Regions from separate parts of the Mus musculus genome. Here all the other regions are linked to region 1. A link is a contact called in public HiChIP or PLAC-seq data. All regions are on one chromosome and are shown on one strand. Each heading gives the region's core, a stretch centred on a gene start, on an enhancer-like site or on the middle of the called end of the contact. The rest is flanking DNA. Distances are from core to core; before and after follow the strand shown. Region 1 holds the start of Adora2b (adenosine A2b receptor). Region 2 overlaps Specc1 (sperm antigen with calponin homology and coiled-coil domains 1). Region 3 overlaps Specc1 (sperm antigen with calponin homology and coiled-coil domains 1).

Region 1 (2,724 bases), core at 118-2,617:
TGTCTAGAAAAAAACAAAAACAAAAACAAAAACAAAACAAAACACCCCCCAAAAAAAACACCAAAAATCCAAAAAAACAAAAAACAAAAAAACCAAACAAATAAACAAAAAAAAAAAAAAAAAAAAAAACCAAACCCTTAAAATACCCAGATAGAACATGTACTCTGTGTGCTTTGGTGATTTTGTCTATGCTATGAGTGGGCTCGTGGGGGATTTGCTGTTAATATTACAGCTAACCCTGAAATGTACTTTATATATATCATACAGCCATGCAGAAAGTGTAATTCAACGCACTTTTCCCCTCCCCCACGCCCATACTCATACTCAGAGAGAGCTAATCCAGCCACAACATTAAAAAAAAAAAAAAAAAAAATCAGCCCGGCGTGGTGGCGCACGCCTTTAATCCCACCACTTGGGAGACAGAAGCAGGCAGATTTCTGAGTTCGAGGCCAGCCTGGTCTACAAAGTGAGTTCCAGGACAGCCAAGGCTACACGGAGAAACCCTGTCTCGAAAAACCAAAAAAAAAACCCCAAGAAAAAACCCGTTATTCTTCAAAGAAGCTGTTTAGAGGTCACCCGTGTTTTAGTTCAGCTTAATCTTTTTTTTTTCAGTCATCTTTGTTGTGTTGACAAACTCCTTAACCATCCTGGCTGGTGACTACAGGTAGCAGCTTCCGCGGGGCAGAAGCTGTGTTCTAGAAGGATTAAGGACTCCAAACGCCAAGGAGCAGCCAGGGCTCGCTAGGAGAGAAGTGTGGAGTTGAAGGCGGTGGAGGGCGCTGGGGGCTTCTTACAGGTGGCAGGAAGGACAGATCACCCACAGGTGTGGGCGCTCAGCACCCTTCTTGGAGTGGATGAAGGCGGCAGTGTCTGGGAAGAGGCGGCGCCGCAAGTGAGCGGAAGCCGGTCTTGGATAAGTGGGCTGGAGAGCGCAGGGCTGAGCCGGCGAGCACCCTGGCGGGGCAGCGGAGACCACGGGATCGGGTGGATTAGGGGCCGCGCGGAGAATGCAGCACTGAGAGGAAGCCCGGGCCCGGACCTGGGGTGCAGCTCCGGTGCTGGGGAGTATGGACACCTTGCAGGGGCGTCAGTTCAGAGTGTGCAGATCGGGCGCGGGACAGGGTGAAGTCTGGGACTTCGCGCTCGGGCGGGAAGTGGTGAAGCTTCGAGGTGTCTTTCCTGAATGTGTCCCTCTCCCGCCCGAGGGAAATTCGGGAACCCATCCTTCCCCGAGCTCAGGAGCAGCTGGAGCAAGGACCCTAGGCAGGGGGCGGGGCCAAGACCGGCTCCTGGCAGCCGGCCAATGGGCGCCGCCCCCGTAAGGCCACGCCCCCGCCCCCGTCCGGAGCGCACTGGCTGGGCGGCGCAGACCCAGCTTGGGACGCGCGGTCTCAGCGCTGTGGCCATGCCTGGCGGCACCCTAGCAGCTGTCCTGAGCCCGACACTACCCCAGTAGAGGACTCCCCGGGCCCGGCTGGCCCGGCCATGCAGCTAGAGACGCAAGACGCGCTGTACGTGGCGCTGGAGCTGGTTATCGCTGCGCTGGCGGTGGCGGGCAACGTGCTGGTGTGCGCCGCGGTGGGAGCCTCGAGTGCATTACAGACCCCCACCAACTACTTTCTGGTATCCCTGGCGACGGCAGACGTGGCCGTGGGACTCTTCGCCATCCCCTTTGCCATCACCATCAGCTTGGGCTTCTGCACGGACTTCCACGGCTGCCTCTTCCTCGCCTGCTTCGTGCTGGTGCTCACACAGAGCTCCATCTTTAGCCTCTTGGCGGTGGCTGTCGACCGATATCTGGCCATTCGCGTCCCGCTCAGGTGAGACGAATCTTTCTTGCCTTGGCCGGGTTAAAGTTCTAAAGAGGGGCGCCCTCTCCAGGCCCACGGTTTTACTTTCTGGACTCCCAGATGGGCCAGATTAGGAGCACGCTGGGCACTGGAGTGGAGGACGCACTTTCTCCAGCACGCTTGTTCTGCCGGCTATCAAGACTCTCCTGGGTTGACAGAACAGGCCACTGACTGGGTCCCCTTTTGGAGTCAGGGATGCTCTAATTGCCCCTAGTTTAGGGAATCTGCATAAGAACACCCTTAGGGGCGTTGAGAAGTGCTCGTCCGACGAGTTACCTGCCAAGGAAGGGCTCAGGAAGCTCTAGATTCCTTAAGTTTTGTGGACGTTCCCGGCCCTCTGGAGAGACAGAGCTGCTGCCCGGAGTCGGGCATGCAGATCAAAGCTGCTGCCAGATGCAGTCCTGTGCGGAAAGGGCGCGGAGAAGCTTCAGCTAAGAACGAGGCAACTTTAGACGCTGGAATTGGTACTTTTAGAAGGGTCATAGGGTCTAACGACACAGCTTTAAAATGTGCCTACTTCGAAATGAGGCAGCCAGGCTCAACTCTGATGGGAAACTCTAGGAACATTGGTCCCTACTAGCTTCGCGGTGGCTCAAAGTATTCCCAGACATTTTAAAGAGCTACTGTGCTTACTGGTTCAGTGAACACTGACAAGACAGTCTTAGAGCCTCTAGCCCATTGTGTAACCTTATTTGTATACTGCTGCAGTGCCCAGGAGCCTGAAGAGGCCCAGAAAACTGGTGAGGGCTCCCTGTTCGCTGGCTCTCAGAGTATACCTAAATCACTTTCTCCTTATTCCATGATGGGAAAACAGGATCCAGGGCAGGGAGTCAGTCAGTTGGGGAAGTGGCTTCCACTTGTAGCTAATAAATTT
Region 2 (2,724 bases), core at 89-2,588, 190 kb before region 1:
CACTGGAATGGAACTCACTATGTAGACAAGGCTGGCTTTGAGCTCATAAAGATTCCTTATTGTATTTTTCTTTCCTTTTCTCCCTCCCCCTCCCCCCCTTTTTTTTTTTTTTTTTTTTGCCTATTCATATACAGGATTACACTGAATTTTTTTTTCTAGTCTTGTACTTGCCTTCCATATCTGCTATGGTATATTTTTTCATATTGCCAAATTCTACTTGCTAATGGTGTTTATTTTTAAATTATTTATGTGCATGGATGTTTTGCCTGCATATGCATCTATGTACCATGTGCATGCCTCTTGCCTGCTGGATCCAGAAGAGGGTGCTGGATCCTCTGGAACTAGAGTTACAGACAGCTTTGAGCAATCATAGGGTGCTGGGAATTGAACCTTGATCCTCTAGAAGAGCAGCCAGTGCTCTGAACTGCTGAGCCATCTCTTCAGACGCCTGCTAGAAGTGTTTTGAGAATTTTTATTTTTAGCAACTGAGCATGGTGGTACATACCTGTAACGTCAACACGGAGCCCAAGAGGACCATATGTGTGACACTGGGATACATGTGTTCCAGCCTGTCCTGAGAGATGGAGGGATGCATGGATCAAGACACTGTCTCAAAAAGCATGCCTAATATAGTAGTGCACACTTGTGGTCCCAGCACTTGGGAGACAGAGGCAGGAGGATCACTGCAAGTTAGAGGTCAGGCTGATCTATACACACAGTCCCAGGCCAGCCAGGGCTACATAGTGAGACACTGATTTAATAACAACAGCAGCAACAAGGATCCTCTTCACTGTGATTCCTGTGGGTCTGTACTTTCATTTTCTGTGTGGGTTTGGAGTCAGATTCTACTACTTCAGAAGATACACCCTTCCATTTCTGATGAAACTGTGTAGAGTCGGTATTAATTCTTCATTAACTATCTGGTGAATCCCCTGGTGAAACTTTACTGCAGTTAGAGTTAGTTTTCATTTTGTTTTTTCATTAAGAAGGGAAATTTTTTTATTTGTTTTGAGACAGGGTCTTTTGACACAGGCTGTGCTCAGACCCAGTATGTAGCTGAGGATGGCTCTGAACTTCTGATCTTTCTGCTTCCACCTCCCCCACGTGGGATGCCGGACGCATGGCAGCAGAGGAGTTTGTGCAGTTCTAGGGACTGAACAAGAGCTTTGCATCCAAGGCAAGCGCTCTACCAACTGAGCTACATCCCCAGTCAGAAGGAGGCTTATTTTTAAAACTACAAAGGCAAACTTCCCTAATGCTTGTAGGACTGCTCAGATTCTCCACACCACACTGAAGGAGGTGAGCTCACCAAGCAGTCAGCTGTTTCTCCTTTGTTCCATTTCCTGTGTGTGGAGGGCAGTTATTCATACTGTCCTTGAATTCATGCTTTGAGTCCACAGGGTCTTGGCAATGTCTTTCTGTTTAACTCTTGATATTGATCATTTGTATTCTCTCTCTCTCTCTCTCCCTCCCCCCTCCTCCCTCCCCTCCCTCTCTCCTTCTCTCTGTTGTTAGTATTGTTGTTGTGATTTAGACAGGGTTTTGCTCTACCTAGCATTAGCCCATAACTCAACATGTAGCCCAGACTTTCCTCAAATTCACAGCAATCCACCTGCCTCAGTCTTCCAAATGCTGGCGTTATAGAAGTAAGCTGTCATCCTGACTTTTTTGTTAGCTTTAATAGAGGTTTGCCAATTTTACTGACTTTTTAACAATCAGCATTTTCATTAATTTCCTCTATCCTTTTCTGTTTGTGACTTCATTGATTTTTGCCCTATATTATTTTCTTAGCTGTATAATGGAGATATCTCACTTCTCTACTATAATTGTTAGAATGGAATGAAGGTAGTGCAGAGCCTGAATGTAGATATGACTATAATTGTGGTGATTTCTCCCTTTGAACTATTTCCCAGAGTAGAATCTCTCTCTTGGGAATTACAGCTAAAACAAAACAAAACAAAACAAAAAAACCCCAAAACTTACATTCCTTAGTGTGGAGCACACCTTGTAGGGGGTTGGGCTTAGCCTAAGATTCCCCCCCACACACACACACAGAATCACAGTTGACTGATGTCTAGATTTAAATACATACTAAATCTTTAAAAATTATTTCTATTATTCTTATGTGTGGGGGTATTTTGCCTGCATGTATGTCTGTGCACTACCCACATGCCTTGTGCCTTCTCTCCAGCAACCCAAATACATACAAATTTAAGAACAGAAGAATTGCATAGGCTTATAAACACTTCTCGCCCCCTGACATCTGTCACAGATACTGTAGGGTTGGGAGCGTTTAGGAATCACCTGCTCCGACAAGAAGAGAAGGAAATGGACACTACACGGGAGAGACATGGTGGCCCTGGCAGAGTGGGGAATCTGCATTATCTGATCTAAAACCAGCTCAACATATTAAATCATCCGTGTTATCTCAGGGAGCTTTTCCCTGGCCCTGCAAATCGGGCTCCTTTTTCACGGGTGGGCAGTGATACAACCTGCAGCCCTCTGTAGCATCCCAGTACAGTGCCTCTTATTTCAAGGGCAATGAAATGGAATGTGAATATTTAGCTGGGGTCTACATGGTGGTGCTAATGTGGATGGTTACATGGTTTGCTGTATGGATATATGTACAGCACATTATACATATATATTTATGTGCTATATACACAGAATATTTATATATTAAATGTAATACAATATAAAATTTATCTTCACATGTTACAAACA
Region 3 (2,724 bases), core at 62-2,561, 130 kb before region 1:
TGAGGAACCCAGTGCCCAGGGAGGGAAGGTCCTTGAGCTGGAGCAGAAGTGCACGGATATTCTCGAGAAGAGCCGCTTTGAAAGAGAGAAGCTGCTCAACATTCAGCAGCAGCTGACCTGTAGCCTACGGAAGGTTGAGGAAGAAAACCAAGGCGCTATAGACATGATTAAGCACCTGAAGGAAGAAAATGAGAAGCTGAATGGGTTCCTAGAACATGAGCGGTGTAATAATAGTGTGATGGCCAAAACTCTGGAGGAATGTCGAGTTACCTTGGAAGGCTTGAAAATGGAGAATGGGTCCTTGAAGGCTCTTTTGGAGGCTGATAAGCAAAAAGCCATAGAGGCCAGCAGTACTGTGGGGCAGACAGCAGAGAACTTCGAGGTTCAGGAGATGCTGAAAGTGGCTCGAGCTGAGAAAGATCAGTTGCAGCTGTCTTGCACAGAGCTCAGACAAGAATTGCTAAAGGCAAATGGTGAAATTAAACATGTTTCCAGCCTGCTAGCTAAGGTAAGAAGACAGTTCTCAACTAGTATTTGTTGACATTTCTCTTTGAGACCTTAACATTGTGAACCAAAGAGAATCAATTATTCAACTGTATTTGTGAATCTAAGCCTTCTGATTTGGAAATCTATTAGAATTTAGGCAGGTTAGCTCTGGGGATTCCAAATTTTAAAACAAAACAAAACACAAAACAACAACAACAAAAAAAACCCACCCAGATTTCTGTACAGATAGATAAAAAGATTAGTGGAAATACTGTAAATTACATCAGATGATATGGTGTAGTGATGAAGACCGTCAGGGGTGACCTGTGTCTTGGTGGTAGAATACTTTCATAGCCTCCTTGAGACTTTAGATTTGATCCCTAGCTCCACACAAAAATAGGATAAAATAAGATTTAGAACCATCCTGTATACATTGATGGACTTTTTGATACATTTAATACTTTGTGAGCATATTCTAGCACTGGCTTTTTAAAATGTTGCTTTCAATGCCAGCTAGTACTTATCATGCAACTATTTTATACTCACTAGTCCACTGTTATTGCTATGTGTGTATTATTGGTTGTTTATGTTCTTTCTTGTCTTAGAATATTAAAAGTAAATTTTTATATATCTCTGATTATTTCTTCAGGAGAAATTCCTAGACGTTGACTTAGTGAGTCAAAGAGTATAAACATTTTAAAGACTTTCAACACATTTAGCCAAACTGCCTGCCAGAAATAATATGCCAATTTGTTCCCACCAGTTCATGAGAGTACTTGCATCCTTGAGCCGTTGCCAAAACTTAGTACTAAATTATGTCATTCAAGTCTGTTAATCATTTCCTGAATTTTTTTTTAGCTTAGAGCCCAAGATTAAATAAGTGGTCATGGCTTTCATTTTTAAAATAACTCTTTGATTTGGCTGGAATGTTGTTGTGTGATACAGGATTATTGGTGGTCACTTTGTGATAGTCGTCTGCCTCACAGCATGCAGGCTGGCTCCTTACTCCTGTCTTTCCAGCTCTGGATCTGTGACTTGGGAAACTGCTGGGGGAGGGTGGGGGGAGGGTGAAAGCATCCTCCCCCTTTATTTGATGGTTGTCAGTGTTTCAAAAAAGCAGTTTATGTTGCGAGCATAAATGTGCAAGTACTGCAGCGCAAGCATTACCGGTGAAGTTCCGTAGGCCTGCAGAGGGGCTGCCTGCCGGGGCAAGTGCCTTACTGCTGGGAGACTTCAGAGAGGTCCCAAGAACACATAGTTCTGGCTGCTGAGGACTGATCAACAGTGCCTAGATGCTGTGCTGCTGACACTCAGGGCATACCTTACACTAAAGAGCAGAATGACTGATGTCAGCTCTGAGCTTGGACATTAAGGGAGCTGCATTGTCCTGTTTCTGATTTCTGTCCCAGCTGAGCAAAAGTACTCCCAGAAACTCTAGATCATTAAGCTTCAGCTTTTACTGTTGACATGACATTAAGCATTTCTTTTTAAAGATTTTTATTGTTTTTAACTATATGTAGGTGTATGTTGTCTATGCATGTGAGTGTAGGTGCCCGTGGAAGCCAGAGGGGTCAGATCTCCTGGAACTGGAGTGATGCTGTTATGAGCTTCCTTGATGTGGGTGCTGGGAACCAAACCCAGGTACTCTAGAAGACCTGCAAGTGCTCTTAACCCTGAACCATCTCTCCAGCCCTATCTTTTTTTTTTTTCCAATTGTGCAGACCAAAGCAGAAAACAATTATTAGTCTAATTTGTCAATTTCTGGAGCCAGTGATCAAAGATCGGACCATATGTATTATAGGCATTCTTAATCATGGACTTGTACTACCTTTTAAAATCAAAGTTGAGCAGGAACGTGTTCAGAACAACACGTTAACTGATGTTAAAACCAACAACCTTTGGTTCAGAGAAAGCAAAGCCTTATAATTAGGAGAACTTTACTCCCTTATGATAAGGTCAACAGCTTTGCAGAAAAAGAAAAAGAAAACGGAAGGAAGGAGAGAGAACTATCAGGAAAGTGGTTTTGGCTAGGCGTGATGGTATCCACCTGTAATCCCAAGTACTTGGTTGGTTGAGGCAGGGAGATTATGTATTTGATGCCAGCTAAATAGTGACTCTGTCCCAAAAAACGTCCGGAAGAGAGCAAGGGAGGAGAGGAATGAGAAAAGGAAAAAAGAGAGGAGGGGAAGGGATTTAAAAGTTTATTGAGCTATAATGCCAAAGTGAATGGATCAGAGC

The links. HiChIP or PLAC-seq counts read pairs in DNA pulled down with a chosen protein or histone mark.
Region 2: a contact with region 1 is called in an H3K4me3 HiChIP or PLAC-seq map of bone marrow-derived macrophages, with 4 times the contacts expected there. The contact joins the enhancer-like site here to the promoter of Adora2b in region 1. A contact is called at or near these places in 8 of 39 promoter capture datasets (the HPC-7 cell line, the SN4741 cell line, cranial neural crest and 4 more), 3 of 15 datasets of contacts at CTCF or cohesin (the NIH/3T3 cell line and large pre-B cells), 13 of 484 Hi-C or Micro-C datasets (the 3T3-L1 cell line, the BV-2 cell line, the HL-1 cell line and 8 more), 19 of 115 datasets of contacts at active chromatin or transcription factors (CD8 T cells, acute myeloid leukemia, bone marrow-derived macrophages and 12 more) and 4 of 9 other capture datasets (adipose tissue, liver, macrophages and 1 more).
Region 3: an H3K4me3 HiChIP or PLAC-seq map of bone marrow-derived macrophages shows a contact between it and region 1, with 6 times the contacts expected there. The contact joins the enhancer-like site here to the promoter of Adora2b in region 1. A contact is called at or near these places in 9 of 39 promoter capture datasets (the C10 cell line, the HPC-7 cell line, cranial neural crest and 6 more), 3 of 15 datasets of contacts at CTCF or cohesin (CD8 T cells, the NIH/3T3 cell line and large pre-B cells), 14 of 484 Hi-C or Micro-C datasets (B cells, the HL-1 cell line, bone marrow-derived macrophages and 7 more), 21 of 115 datasets of contacts at active chromatin or transcription factors (CD8 T cells, the HPC-7 cell line, Th17 cells and 14 more) and 3 of 9 other capture datasets (adipose tissue, liver and pancreatic islet).

Annotation. Positions count from the first base shown.
Region 1 is chr11:62,247,617-62,250,340 of GRCm38.p6, forward strand. Adora2b (adenosine A2b receptor) reads left to right here and starts at 1,368. Exons shown (of 2, transcript NM_007413.4): 1 at 1,368-1,820. The coding sequence starts at 1,486.
Region 2 is chr11:62,057,118-62,059,841 of GRCm38.p6, forward strand. All of the region lies in intron 3 of Specc1 (sperm antigen with calponin homology and coiled-coil domains 1), which reads left to right. Among named protein-coding and RNA genes, the nearest start is that of Gm39988, 8.1 kb to the left of the region's middle. Within about 2 kb of position 1,339, at least 9 of the 459 cell types and tissues checked have an H3K27ac peak or open chromatin away from gene starts, as enhancers often do. A contact at or near this core is called in bone marrow-derived macrophages, neural stem cells and trophoblast stem cells, where this site is marked.
Region 3 is chr11:62,118,775-62,121,498 of GRCm38.p6, forward strand. It overlaps Specc1 (sperm antigen with calponin homology and coiled-coil domains 1), which reads left to right. Exons shown (of 15, transcript NM_001281818.1): 4 at 1-508. Among named protein-coding and RNA genes, the nearest start is that of Gm39985, 26 kb to the right of the region's middle. Within about 2 kb of position 1,312, at least 23 of the 459 cell types and tissues checked have an H3K27ac peak or open chromatin away from gene starts, as enhancers often do. A contact at or near this core is called in bone marrow-derived macrophages and pancreatic cancer cells, where this site is marked.